Linked DNA regions of Mus musculus: all the other regions are linked to region 3. The links are chromatin contacts, called in public Micro-C and promoter capture Hi-C maps. All regions are on one chromosome and are shown on one strand. The core of a region is the stretch at or near the end of the contact, and the rest is flanking DNA. Distances in the headings are between cores, read along the strand shown. Region 1 overlaps Minpp1 (multiple inositol polyphosphate histidine phosphatase 1). Region 2 overlaps Atad1 (ATPase family, AAA domain containing 1). Region 3 has its middle 18 kb from the start of Papss2.

Region 1 (4,369 bases), core at 1,289-3,788, 95 kb before region 3:
TCCCACCTAGGTCTTAGAAACTGCCTGCCTTCAAGGCTTCCCCTGAGTTTGGTCTTATTAACGCCACATCAGTATGGTCGTCTTCCGAAGGGACAGTTCTGATCATGTGACTGGATTGCTGGTGTTTGCTTAGTCTCCTTACTGTATTAATCATTTCTTAATTTTATTATATTTGCATAATAATTTCCTTGTTGGCACGTGTTTTTAAACTAACTTTGTGCATGTTAATAATTCCAATGACATCATAGTGACCCTTGATGTACTTTACTTACTTTGCTCTGGTTCTGTAGTTGTTATTTTAGAAGTTCCATAACTGTGGGGGGGCTGGAGAGATGGCTCAGCGGTTAAGAGCATTGACTGCTCCTCCAGAGGTCCTGAGTTCAAATCCCAGCAACCACATGGTGGCTCACAACCATCTGTAATGGGATCTGATGGGATTCAATGCTCTCTTCTGGTGTGTCTGAAGTCAGCCACAGTATATTACTCATATAAATAAAATAAAATAAAATAAATAAACAAGGAAGGCAGGCAGGCATAACCTTTAAATGCCTTGCTCAATAGAATTGGCTGGCTTATTAAGAAGCATATTCTCTGTCATATAATGATTCTAGCAAAATCTGAATAAATGTCTGAGAACCTCTAGGAATGCTGCTACCAGTTAAGGCAGTACTCTCACCCTTCCTAACGCTGTGACCCTTTATTTTTTTTATAGTGTATCAAAGATTTTTTTATTGTTTCATTTATTTACATGCCAAATGTTGTCCCCCTTCTCAGTCCCCACCTTTAAGAGTTCTTCACCTCATCGCTTTCTCACCCTTGCCTCTGAGGGGGGACCCCACCCCCCTAGCCACCCCCCTCATGCACCCACCCACTGAACCCTTTAATACTGTTCCCCGTGTTGTGGTGACTCCCAACCCTAAAATTATTTTCTTGATCCTTTATAGCTGTAATTTTGCTACTGCTGTAAATTGTAGTGTGAATATCTGCGTTTTCTGATGTTCTTAGGTGGCCCCTGTGAAAGGCTCGCTGGCCCCTCGGGTTGGGAACCACTGAGTCACTGGACTCAGCTCATTTCAGCTCAGCAAGTCCTTGTGGCACGGCAGTGACCTGGGCATAGTGGGAGATGTTGGCAATGCTGTCAAAAGTGACCAAGAAGAAAGTTCTGATCGTTCACACCCTAGTAAAGATAATACTTACAGTGATTGAGACCAAAGTCTACGGATGATTAGAATCCTGTGATTAATTAGACAAGTGAATAATTCAAGGTCAGGGTAACTAGAAAAGGCTAACTGGCCTTCGGTGAAGTGAGTAGTATGGTAGATCTCTCTTGATTTTAGAACCATATTCAGTGTTTCTCAACAAACTTAAAACATAGGGGGAGGTTGAGTACCAAAGGCATTGTGTGCAGATATACCTGAGTTTGTACACACTTGCCTCTTACCAGTGTCTCACAACAAGTGCATACCCAGTCAGTGACTCCTTGGTTTGATGGTTTGACTTGGATAATATAGTGGAATAAATCGTGGGCACCTTTCCTAGACCAGAGAAAAACAAGCGCACGTAATGTGTGTTCTAGATGTTAATTTAAAATGCTCCCTTTTTTTTTTTTTTAAATTTGTGTTGCTGTAAGGTTCAGGTACCCCTCTTCTCAGAACACTGGCAAGTGAAGCGTACCCACAGAACCACAGGTCTCATGAGTACAGAGCAGTCCTCATGCTATTTTTGAGCACTAAGGGTGTTCGTTTGCGTGCAATAGAGATTATGCAAAGATGCATACCTTCAAATTGTCTGCAAGAACCCAGGTTCCAGATGGGAGGGCACTCCAGTAAGAGCATCTGTATGTAAAACCCAAAATACTCAGGGGGTGAGTTGGAATGATGAGGTCACATGCAAGTCTTTACGGGAAGAGATGTCTTTGTGGGTAATCAAAGACCAAAGAGGTGCTCTTACCAAGCTTCAATGTGTCCACTCCTCGTGTTGTGCTTACAGCTGCATTGAACTACAGTTAACATAAAGTCATCTATCTCAGCATAGAAGTAGTACAGCTGGCTCGATCTCACCTGTGTGCCTAAGTCATTAGCTCTCCGTCTCTTTTTAAGGTTTATTTTATTTTTACGTGTGTGTGTGTGTGTGTGTGTGTGTGTGTGTGTGTGTTCCTGCACATGGCAGAAGAGGGTGTCAGATCCCTTGAAGCTGGAGTTATATGCATTTGTGAGCTATTCAGCATGGATCTAGGGAACAGAACCCAGATCCCCTGCAAGAGCAAGGAGCTGAACTCTGTGCCGTCTCCCGGCCCTCTTCTTTGTCTTTTGCTGATCTGTCTGACCAGGAGTCCTCTCTTCCCCGTGCATCTGAGCGTTCACCAGTTTGGCTTGTTAGCCTTGGAAGTGTATTTTGCCGATGCCTTCCTCCTGGGTTCCCATGTGTGAGTCTATGTGTAACATAATGGCTGACGTTGAGAGCGGCCCCTCTGGACTCCAGAGCTCCCTGTCCCGAAGTATATCTGTTCCATGAGTTCCTGCCAGTGTTCCCTCCCTGGACCTCACTCACCTCAGGGCTGCCATGGCCTCTGCCCTCCACCCTCCACCCTCCACCACAGCCTGCAGACGCTAAACAGTCAGCCTGGACAGCTGCTGGGTTCAACCCGTTTGCCTTCTCTCTTACTCTGTTGTCTGACTGAAAACTACTGTTTCATATAATTCTAGCTTCCTAATGCTAGTAGGGAGGACAATAGAGCTTTATCCCTGTTCTTCTATCTTGTGAGCTTAATTTCTACATATTTTTACATAAAAAGGACATTTGTGTCATTTTCATTCCAGGCTTACATTGCCAAATGTGTACTTCTCCAGAGATCTACTGCAGTCAAATATTGAAGACTTGTAAACAAAATTTACTTTTTGTAATTTTCTTCTCAAAGCGTCTCATTGCTCTGGCAGTTCCAACCATTTGTATGTGCTCTTACGTAAGTGTGCACATTGTGAAATTTGTCCGAAGTGCCATCTGATAGTCCTAGATCATGTTTGAAAGCATAGTTTGTGTAACGCCAGTTGCGTGTGAAACATAAATTAAGAGCTTAGAAAGATGTAGCTGTGTATGCTTAAGGGAAAACATGCAATTATTGGGTCTTCTTACTGAGCATTTTGAATTGCTTAAGGCATTTACCTACTTTGAACATTTACATAGTTTCATTTCTTGGTGTAATTTTAGTCTTCAGATTAAATTTGGTTTGAATTGAAGACAATAAAATCTTCTCGTTTATTTATATAATAAAGGATGCAATTTACAAAGCCACCTTCTTCCTGGGTAACGTTAGGTAATTCATTTGATACACTGGACTTATTCTCTCTCAGGTCTGATTTAGGAACTAAGGAGGTGGCTCAGTGCGTAAAGTGTTCACTGTGTGAGCCATGAAGATCTGAATTTGAATCCCCAGCACCCATGCAAAACCAGGATGTGACAGCACACTTCTGTAAGCCCTACACCGGGACTCAGAGAAAGGCAGAAAGAGAGCCCTAGGGCTCACTGGCCAGCTGCATAGCCCAGCTGCTCAGCTGCTGATTCAGGAGAGATCCCAAGTCAGACATAAGGTAGAGCATGAGACTCCACTGCAGCTGAGGGGCTGTAGTCAGCTAGTGCGTGCTGGGGCGAGGAAGGGGTGGGGTCATTCTTCAGTGGTGTGGCCATTGGATGCTGCCTGTGCCTATGCTCACACAGGCAAGCTTAGTACATTTCACACATGCGCATGATCTCGCTTCAGCATAATTATCTATCACCCTTTCTGGTTCTGTCCCCTTCCCACTGAACCCCCCTTCTTTCTAACAAGCCCTTCTGATGTTATTTGTGTGGATGTGTGTGAGAGGGTGTGGTGGGGGCGGGGAGAAGGAGGGAGAGGGGAGGGAGAGATTGAGGACACAGGCACACTGATTCCCAGTTGCATCACTTCATTCGCACTTCATCCTAACTTGGCTCTGGAGTGCTGACTCAGCAAAGGTTGACCGTGACCTCCAGGCGCACTCTCTGCGCCTTGGGATACAGTCCAGGCAGAAGCTGGGCAGGTGGCGCTTTCGTGAGGTGCTTGGTTGGGCCTGCATGAACGTGAACCAGGAGTTGGCTTACAACTTGATGGACCTATTCAGTTTTAGTGCTTGGAGCAGTGGCAGCGTGTTCCTGAAAATGAACTCTGATTGCTTCCTTATAGGAGTTAACTGATTTCTCTTTTCTCTCTCTTCCTGATGGGCCGTGAAGTGAACAGCTCTACCCAGCCAGGTTCCTCCTGCTACACAGTGCTCTGTCCATTTACCTTGTCAGGAGGGTGAATGTGACTAAGCCCTCTGAACATGAGCCAGAATAAATATCCCCCTTCAAAAAG
Region 2 (4,503 bases), core at 1,655-4,154, 79 kb after region 3:
TTATGGAATATTTTGTTTTAAGAATAGTAATTCTATACAGGGAAAAAAGATAAAAATAAGTTGGGTTCCGTGACACATGCCTGTTATTCTATCACCCCAGCAGCACTCAGGAGGCACATCAGGAGGGATTGAAGGCTAGCCTGGGCTACCTATTAAGTACCAGGCCAGCCAACAGCTGAGGCTACACAAAGTACCTACCTTTTTCAAACAAACAAATTTTAAAAGGAGACATTATAAAATTCTTAAAGAATGATTTGAAAAATTTTGGCTTAAGATGTTCTTTGAAGGTCTAAAATTCTGTGCTGAATCTACCTGGCCCTGCGTTTTTTTAATTGGGAGATTTAAACATTTTTATATTTATTTAATTTTACATGTATAAATGTTTTGCCTGTATAGATATATGTTCAGTGTGTATGCCTGATGACCACGGAGGTCAGAAGAAGGCATCAGATCCTTGGAACTAGAGTAGAACGGATGTGAGCCATCATGTGGATGCAAGAGCAAGTAGTCTAATTCACTGAACCGTCTCCAGCTCCTTCTGGGAGATTTTTAATACCGTTTCATGTTCATTGCTTGCTATAGAGAGGTTTAAACGACTTCTCCGTCTTGGTTTAAATTTAGTAAGTCATGTAAACAGTTATCTACTTCTATACATTGCCTAGTTTAGCACAGTTTTAAACCTACTGCCGGCACGGTTTCTGAACTCCCTCAGTGCTGTGACAGTGCCTCCCTTCCCATCTCTGACTTTAATCAGTCAGGTCTTCTCTTTCTTTCTTTTTTTTTTTTAAGATTTATTTATTTAAGTAAAGTATATGTAAGTACACTGTAGCTGTCTTCAGACACTCCAGAAGAGGGAGTCAGATCTCGTTACGGATGGTTGTGAGCCACCATGTGGTTGCTGGGATTTGAACTCTGGACCTTCAGAAGAGCAGTCGGATGCTCTTACCCATTGAGCCATCTCACCAGCCCAAGGTCTTCTCTTTCTACTAACTGGACTAAAGGCTTATCAATCTTTTCAAAGAAAGAACTGTTTGTTTCACTGATTCTTTGTAATTTTTGTTTGTTTCTTTCTATTTCATTAATCTCTGTCCTGATTTTAGCTATTTCACATGGTCCACTGCTCTGGGCATTTTTTTTTCTTTCTTACTTTCCAATGTCCTAAAAGGCATCATCAGGTTATTTGAGATCTAAATTTTAATGCAGGAACATAGAATGGTAAGCTTCCTTCTTTGGACTGTTTCCTTGGATCCCATAGGTTTTGGAATGCTAATTTTATTTCCACTAATTCTAGGAATGTTTTAAGTTTTCTTCATTTCAACAACACATTCATCATTCAACTGTGCAACTATGACCTTCAAATCAGTGTCATCCTTTTAAATAGAAATGCTAAATGAAGAGAAATTGGGTGGAGCTGGTGAGATGGCTCAGTGGTTAAGAGCACTGGCTGCTCTTCCAAAGATCCTGAGTTCAATTCCCAGCAACCACATAGTAGGCCCTGACTATCTGTAAATAGATATGATGCCCTCTTCTTGCATGTAGGTGTACATACAGCCAGAGTGCTTATACATATAATAATAATAATAGTAATAATAATAAACAAGTACTTTTTTAAAAACAGGAATTTAGTTATTTGTATTTGATAAAAAGGCAACAAAGGAAAGAACGACTATCCGCACAACAATCTTGAATTTAGGTACAGAAAGCAGGAGGGAAGTCCTAAGTACAGACTCTGTGAGACACAGGACACGAGTACAGTAAGGCTGGGAAGAAGGCAGAGGCTGGACATTACATACACATCTCATGCAATGTTGCAGTACTACCAAGCCTATGTGAATTCAAAATCAATACAGAAAGAGAAAAAAGGAAATATGAAATATAAAACACTACTGAACATGAGACTTCAGAGGGGACAGAAAGCAAAAAGAAGGCACATTTCATGAGAAGAACTAAATGAAGAACAAATCAATTCAAGCTTATAATTATAACACAGTAACTGCAAACAACTAAACTAAGACAAGATATAGACATGATAAAATTATGGCTGTGGATTAGAACAGTCACATAGGCTGAAAGAAGCAGGCTTTATGTTCTACTTGAAAGAAAAATGTATAGTTGAAAATAAATGGTAGAAAATTATATGTAAGGTAAATATTAAGGGAAGTGAATATAATACTTTTAGTTGCGTTAGGTCAGATTTAGGTGGATTAGAGTATAATATTTATTCAAAATGTATAGTTGGGGAAATATGTCATTGCAGAATGATAAAAATTTCACTAGAAAAAGAAATCCATCTGTACCTGTATATACACCTATCATTTCAGAATATAAAAAGCAAACATTAACTATGAAGCAAATGAGAAAGATTTTTTGTTAAGAGGGTGGTAACATATCTTTCTTAAATGAGAACAGCTTACACAATAAACTCTGATTCTACTTAGTAACATGAAAGCATGATAATGCTGCCTTTATTAAATGTAGGATATTAATGTGAGGCTTTTAAAAGCAAAATAAAGGGCTGGAGAGATGGCTCAATGGTTAAGAGCACTGACTGCTCTGCCAGAGGTCCTGAGTTCAATTCCCAGCAACCACATATCTAGCTCACAACCATCTGTAACAGGATCGGACGCCCTTCTTCTGGTGTGTTGAAGACAGCTACAGTGTGTGTATGTGTGTATGTGTGTGTGTGTGTGTATATACTCTGCTGCTACAAACATGTTATAGGCCTGGTGGCATTGAGAGCCTTTAATCGTAGCACTCTGGAGGTAGAGGTAGGGATTTCTGAGTTTGAGGCCAACCTAGTCTATAGAGTGACTTCTAGGACAGCCAGGGTTATACAGAGAAACCCTGTTTTGAAAGGGAAAAAAAAGCTATAAGCTGTCTACTTATACAATATACCATATACATAAAGTCTTGCTCCTGTGGTGGTTTGCTTGTTCATGTGGTGATTTCCTGTGGCAGGGTCTTGCTATTATAACCCAGGTTAGCCTTCAACTTTCAGTTCTCTTGCCTCAGCTTCACAAATGGTAAAACCTGGTTGAGTGTACCACCATGACAAGCTTAAACTATTTTAAATTAAATAATTATATTGGTTACCTCAACTATCTTCTAATTACTTCTAGGAATAATATATGGACACCAGTTCAGAAGATTTGCACACTTACTGTTTCTTAGGCTGATACCTCTCTCTGTGAAAGGGTTACCAATGGACAGTGGCTCATTCAAGTAGCACTGTACCTATAAGATGTTCACCTCAAAAGAGGTAAAAAGTATTCAATTAAAAGGCAAAAAGCCATCTGTCTAAGACATAAGTTCCTTACCTAGAATATACTATTTTAAGAATTTTTCTGAAACTATTAAAAAACATGAATATATGTAGATTTCTTAGAAAAGGCTATCTGGCTTTTATCTTGACTCCCTAAATGGTTAATAATCACAGATCCAATCCTTGGAAGCTGGTAAGTTCTTTAAACTTTTATAAACAGTATATATAATTGCTATAGAGTTGATAAGTGACAAATTCAAGTGATGCTGGAAAGTGGGGCCTGACAGAAGGTGTTTGGCTCATGATCAAACCAATTTTGCAAGTTTGGGATTTTTCGTTATTTTTTACTTTCGCTTTCTTTTTGCCCCTGTGCTTTTGATGAAGTATCAGAATGTGACTGGATATTGTTATCATGCACTTGAACTTTCCAACATCCAGAATTGTGAACTAAATAAATCTATTATATTCTATTACAGCAGCAGAAAACAGCCTAGCAGGAAACAAATTTGGGCACTGGAGAGATGGCCCTGTGGTTCCAGATGTCCAAGGTTATGCTTTCAACACTGACATAGTGGCCCTCCAACTGTGTATAACTCCAGTTCTGGGAGTCAAACTACCTCGTCCGTCTTCCAAGGCATTACACACACATATTACACTTAAATACATACAGGCAAACCCACATATATAAATTTTGTAACTTATATTTATATATAATTTATATTAAGGAACTAATTAACGCACTGCTCCTAGGGAAAACAAGAAAGTTATCAGGCAAAAAGATGTAAAGCCAGAAAGAGATTCACTATCAAAAATAATGATCCATCAAAAAAAAAAAATTACTACTGGGCTGTGGTGGTGCACACCTTTTAATCCTGGCACTTGGGAGGCAGAGGCAGGCAGATTTCAGAGTTTGAGGCCAGCCTGGTCTACAAAGTGATTTCCAGGACAGCCAGGGCTACACAGAGAAACCCTGTCTCAAAACAAACAAACAAACAAACAAAAGACCTAATTTTTTGTTCTTTAGTAATAAGACAAATCGATCCTAAACTCCCCATGGGGGTGGGAGGAACAACTAGGTCTAACAGTACAAGACATTACAGTTGTCTCCAAGTGAAAACAATGAGTACTGAATACTAGCACAAAAAGACCCAAAAGACATATCAGCTGATCCAGACAAGGACATGATAACAAACTCTAGCAAGGCAAAGACACTCAGTAACTGGCATTGAGACAGCTGAGTT
Region 3 (4,310 bases), core at 259-2,758:
TGTGGTGAACGCAGGCTGTCCCTGAGTAACCAAATATTGGTCTAACTTTCCTCCACCCTTCCTATGCCTTTGACTCTTTCCAGATGAACCTTAAAAATCAATGTTTTCCAGTTCATGCTATGATCCCCAGTAACAGGCCTTCACAAAGGTAGAGATATTTACCCTTCAGGTAACATCCTTAAGTACGAACCAGCTTTGTCTTTCATCACCTTCCTGCTAATATGCATGGCTCTATGGTTTTCTTCAGGAGTGATTAGGCTTAGCTCAGCCAGGGAACCTTCCGGGAATAAGATTCAGAGGAAGGAACCAGCAATATCAACTTTAGTCCTAAGAGACTTCTGTTTATTTCAAAATCTGCCACTAAATGGTGATGGGTATTCATTAGGCTTTGTGTTTGGAAATCTTGGGAGAACTCAGAAAATAAAGGAAAATTAAGCTCCAATCCGATGGCAGGTCAGCAGACTTTTACTGTGACACCGCGACAGCATATGTGCTCAGCACATGCAACACTGCCCAGCACAGAGCAAGTGCCTAAGACGTGTAAAATGAATGACTGAATTCAGAATTACAAGAACTCAAAAACGTGTGGTTTTAATAGATTCCATACTTGACACTTTTTGTTCTTATATGTGTGTTTGCTTATTTTTGATCAGGGATTTCTCATTACTGCCTCCTAAGAAATAGTTACAGCTATGTTGCGACTGAGTGGCCTTTTTCAGGAAGGACTCACTTTTGGGTCTGGTTGCACTCCTCGTCTGGCCTCATTAAGCCATAACCTCATTGGTTTTTATTTTTTTTTAAATACCACCCAAGTGGTATGAATTTGAGTTTAAACCTAAGACCCTCCTTGTGGATACACTGTTTAAAACAGTTCCATCCACCCTAACTCACCTTCATACACCACAGTTACTGTCCTCAGAGGGCTAGAAGGTGGGCTTGCTCTGGCCCACCTTAGTTTTCAGGACATAGCTACTAGAAGGCCTGGGTACCAAGAGAAAAAGGGTCTTGTGTGTGCCCTATGCTTTGATTTCCCTTCTACTAATGAGGCTGCTGCAATCAGTTCAAATATATTCCTGTCGGCACACATGCCCCATAAGGATAAATGTGCCCCCCCCCACTTGCTCTTTGAGGTCCCACTTTGTTCTAGATTTCAGCCTGGTATTTTCTTTCCATATCAAACATTTTAAGTGATTATCAGGGAAGGCCAAGACATCACTGCAGGAGACATGGGCCCCTTGTCTTTTCTCAATTCCTATTAGCACTAACATGCCAAGTCCTACCTGTATCTTACCATGCCTGTCCGTCTTAAAAGAAACAAACAAAATGTTGCATTTTTATTTCTGTGTATATGTGTTGTTTCTGTGTGAATATATGCCACACGTATGTGCAGTGCAGAGGAGGGTGTCAGAGGCCCTGGAACTGGTGTTACAGGCAGTTGTGAGCTGCACACTGTAAGTGTTGGGAAGCAAACCCCTCAGTAAGAGCCGCATTGTGCTCTTAACCAATGAGCCATCTCCCCAGCAGCCCTGAGTCATTTTTAAAGGGGGCATAGTCCATGAACAAGAGAACTTGAATCAGATGAGTCATCAGAAATAGGAAATTAAATTCTCTTTCCTCTACAATGATGGGGGGGGGGCTGTTCACATGGCCTTAATCCTTACAGCTGCGCTTTCCCCATGTACCCTCTGGCTGTCATCAGAGAGTGGTCCCTACAGGTTCAACAATGCTCCTCCCTGACCCTGTAACGTGATTGCATTGTTCTAGTGTAGCCCTGGGACTCTGGGGAAAACAGGTGGAGCTGGATAAGTTCCTTGACCTTTCCACACTGTGCTCAGGAGTGTGGGTGGCAGTTCCTGCTCCACTGTGGCCTTGCTGGGACTTTGAGGCGTCCTGGAAATGCTGGGGTTCACCTAGGACTCTTCCCTCTGAGATCATAAACACAACTCCCTTGCCCCTCATCCCGTAGCTTGATGGAGAGCATCCCAACTACACCCCTTCCCTGGTTCACCCTGGCCTCTAAGCTCCTCTTGTCTCCCTCCTAATAAAGATTAAACAAAACCTTCCCAGAAGGCAGACTGGTTTGTCACAGGCATAGGATTAGTGACAAATCGGTTCTTCTTTGATGTCCCTGCTTTGTAATAATTATTTTCCCCCAAGGTAGGATAAATAGGTAGCCAATATAAAAGTTTCTTCTCTCTCTCTCTTCATCTCCCTGACGGTACCTGGTGGGAGAAGTATGCTTTGTTTCGCTGTGGCAACTTTTCCTGCGCTTGTGAATTTACTTGCTGAACAATGGTCAGTATTGTGAAAGTGACTACAGTTTAAACATAGCAAACTCAATCTGTCTAGTACAAATATTAATGTTGGTAATAAAAATATATAAGCCTGTGGTCTGCTGTAAAATGTTCCTAAAACAATTATCTCAATGTACTCTGTAAAACTCTGCTCTGTGCATAAGGTTCATTTCTATGCTGGATTAACATTAGCTTTAACTAACTAGTTAATAGATCTGCTTTACATATTTCATTATTAAAATTTGGCACTTTCAATCCCAGCACTCGGGAGGCAGATCTCTGTGAGCTCCAGCCTAGCCAGATCTACATAGAAAAACCCTGTCTCAAAAAAAAAACCAAAATGTTTTTGTCAACTAAGCAACTACATTGAGCATAGTAACATGACAATTACTTTCTTTAACCTGGATCTAGTAGATTCTTTTTTAATTATTTCCAGACTTACTGATTTTAAACATGATTTTGCACACACACACACACACACACACCACCACCACCACCACCACCACCACCACCATCACCCCCGCCTTATTTACACTCTGCTTCAATCACGGTCAATATATGGACAATTTATACCTTCCCAGTTTCCAAAAGGACTAGCAACTTACAGCCTTAGTGATGGGGCTGGAGGGGAAGAGGCCAAGCTAGGAGTATGCGCCTCTTTTTAAGAGGACCCAAGTTCAGTTTCCAGCACCCATATCAAGTGGCTCCCTCCAGCTCCATGATAATACGCAGTGCTTTCTTCTGCTCCGTGGACAACCATGCTCACATGACACATGCATGTCAAATCAAAAAAAATTTTTTTTATAAAGAGAAAAAGACATTGGTGGTTTCCTTCATTTTCATATTTTACCTAGCATTTAAAATCCTGAACAGGCTTTTACGTTCCTTGTTGGAGATTCCTTGCTGGGTATGTGGCCCCTCCTCACCTCCCAAGGTCTTTTTGCTGTCACTTTGAAGTTCCTGTCAAGGTTCTCATTTATATATTTGTCTGTCGGCTATGCAAACACGAACTGAATGAAAGCCAGGAACCCTGTTTGCCACAGTTGCATCTACTGAAGCCCTGTCTTCCTTACTTATAGATTTTAGTCCATTCAAATGGTCTAAGTCTAGTTTAAACCCAGCATTTAGTTTTTTCTAAATGATGCGCCTGTACCCTACCCACCTACAACCTTTATGTTGTTAAGCCTTCTGTCCCATAAGTCTTGCTGTGGCCTTGAACCAAAAGCAATAAAATTTCCAACTGACTCTCCTTATATACTTAACCCTTTTTCCTACGAAGTAAACTCTTACACATGTGATACTGAGGATTGAATCCAGTGCTTCGTGCAGGCTAAGAAAACAGAAACTCTCCTATTGGTTGATCTCACCAACTGTCTTTTCTCACTTTTTGAGTGAGAGTCTTGCTAATCTGTTAGGCTGTCCTTCTAAAAAAAAAAAAACAAACTTAAGTTATCTATACTCTAAAAGTGTGTGTGTGTGTGTGTGTGTGTGTGTGTGTGTGCGTGTGCTTTCAAAGAACAGTAACATTGCAGAAAATGAAGAGCCTACCTCTCTAATGCCTTGTATGTATTACAACAGAGTTGATGCATAGCAACTGAAAGTTTTGTTCAGCCCAGGAGCCAGCCTCCTGGTTGGTAACTTGGCAACACCACTGTTAAACTGTATGCTGATGACACAGCATATACCTTGCACTTGTCTCTTATCATATGTCCTTTGGAAAAGGCCCTACCTTTCCCCTGCTACTTTGTCTTGACTTCTAGTCACCAAGAAATGTTTTCCATAAATAAGATAAATATTCCCTCCTAGTTAATCAGTGAGTGAGTCACAGCACACTCTCATCTCAAGGTTAGCACTGTAGTCTAATATTCTGCAGATAGAAATACTTACCAAAGAGCGGTATTTGAAAGGTGTCATTTGGCAATTCCGAAGTATTCTAGCCAATTAAACCCTCTCAAGCAATAAATGGCTTTTACTTTATTTATTAACCAAAAGAGAGATATTAGAGCTAGTGGTGAA

What was found. Hi-C and Micro-C count contacts between places; a contact is called where the count stands out from the background. Capture Hi-C pulls out chosen DNA fragments and counts their contacts.
Region 1: a promoter capture Hi-C map of adipose tissue shows a contact between it and region 3. A contact is called at or near these places in 11 of 484 Hi-C or Micro-C datasets (CD8 T cells, the G1E-ER4 cell line, Th2 cells and 6 more), 6 of 130 datasets of targeted methods (the NIH/3T3 cell line, bone marrow-derived dendritic cells, bone marrow-derived macrophages and 3 more) and 2 of 9 other capture datasets (adipose tissue and liver).
Region 2: a Micro-C map of the G1E-ER4 cell line shows a contact between it and region 3, with 2.9 times the contacts expected there. A contact is called at or near these places in 1 of 39 promoter capture datasets (liver), 47 of 484 Hi-C or Micro-C datasets (B cells, the C10 cell line, CD4 T cells and 26 more), 9 of 130 datasets of targeted methods (the G1E-ER4 cell line, the HPC-7 cell line, the NIH/3T3 cell line and 5 more) and 4 of 9 other capture datasets (adipose tissue, embryonic stem cells, liver and 1 more).

Annotation. Positions count from the first base shown.
Region 1 is chr19:32,503,738-32,508,106 of GRCm38.p6, forward strand. All of the region lies in intron 4 of Minpp1 (multiple inositol polyphosphate histidine phosphatase 1), which reads left to right. Among named protein-coding and RNA genes, the nearest start is that of Minpp1, 20 kb to the left of the region's middle.
Region 2 is chr19:32,677,472-32,681,974 of GRCm38.p6, forward strand. The region is part of intron 8 of Atad1 (ATPase family, AAA domain containing 1); the gene reads right to left. Among named protein-coding and RNA genes, the nearest start is that of Atad1, 33 kb to the right of the region's middle.
Region 3 is chr19:32,599,728-32,604,037 of GRCm38.p6, forward strand. It overlaps a transcript of Papss2 not described here. Among named protein-coding and RNA genes, the nearest start is that of Papss2, 18 kb to the right of the region's middle.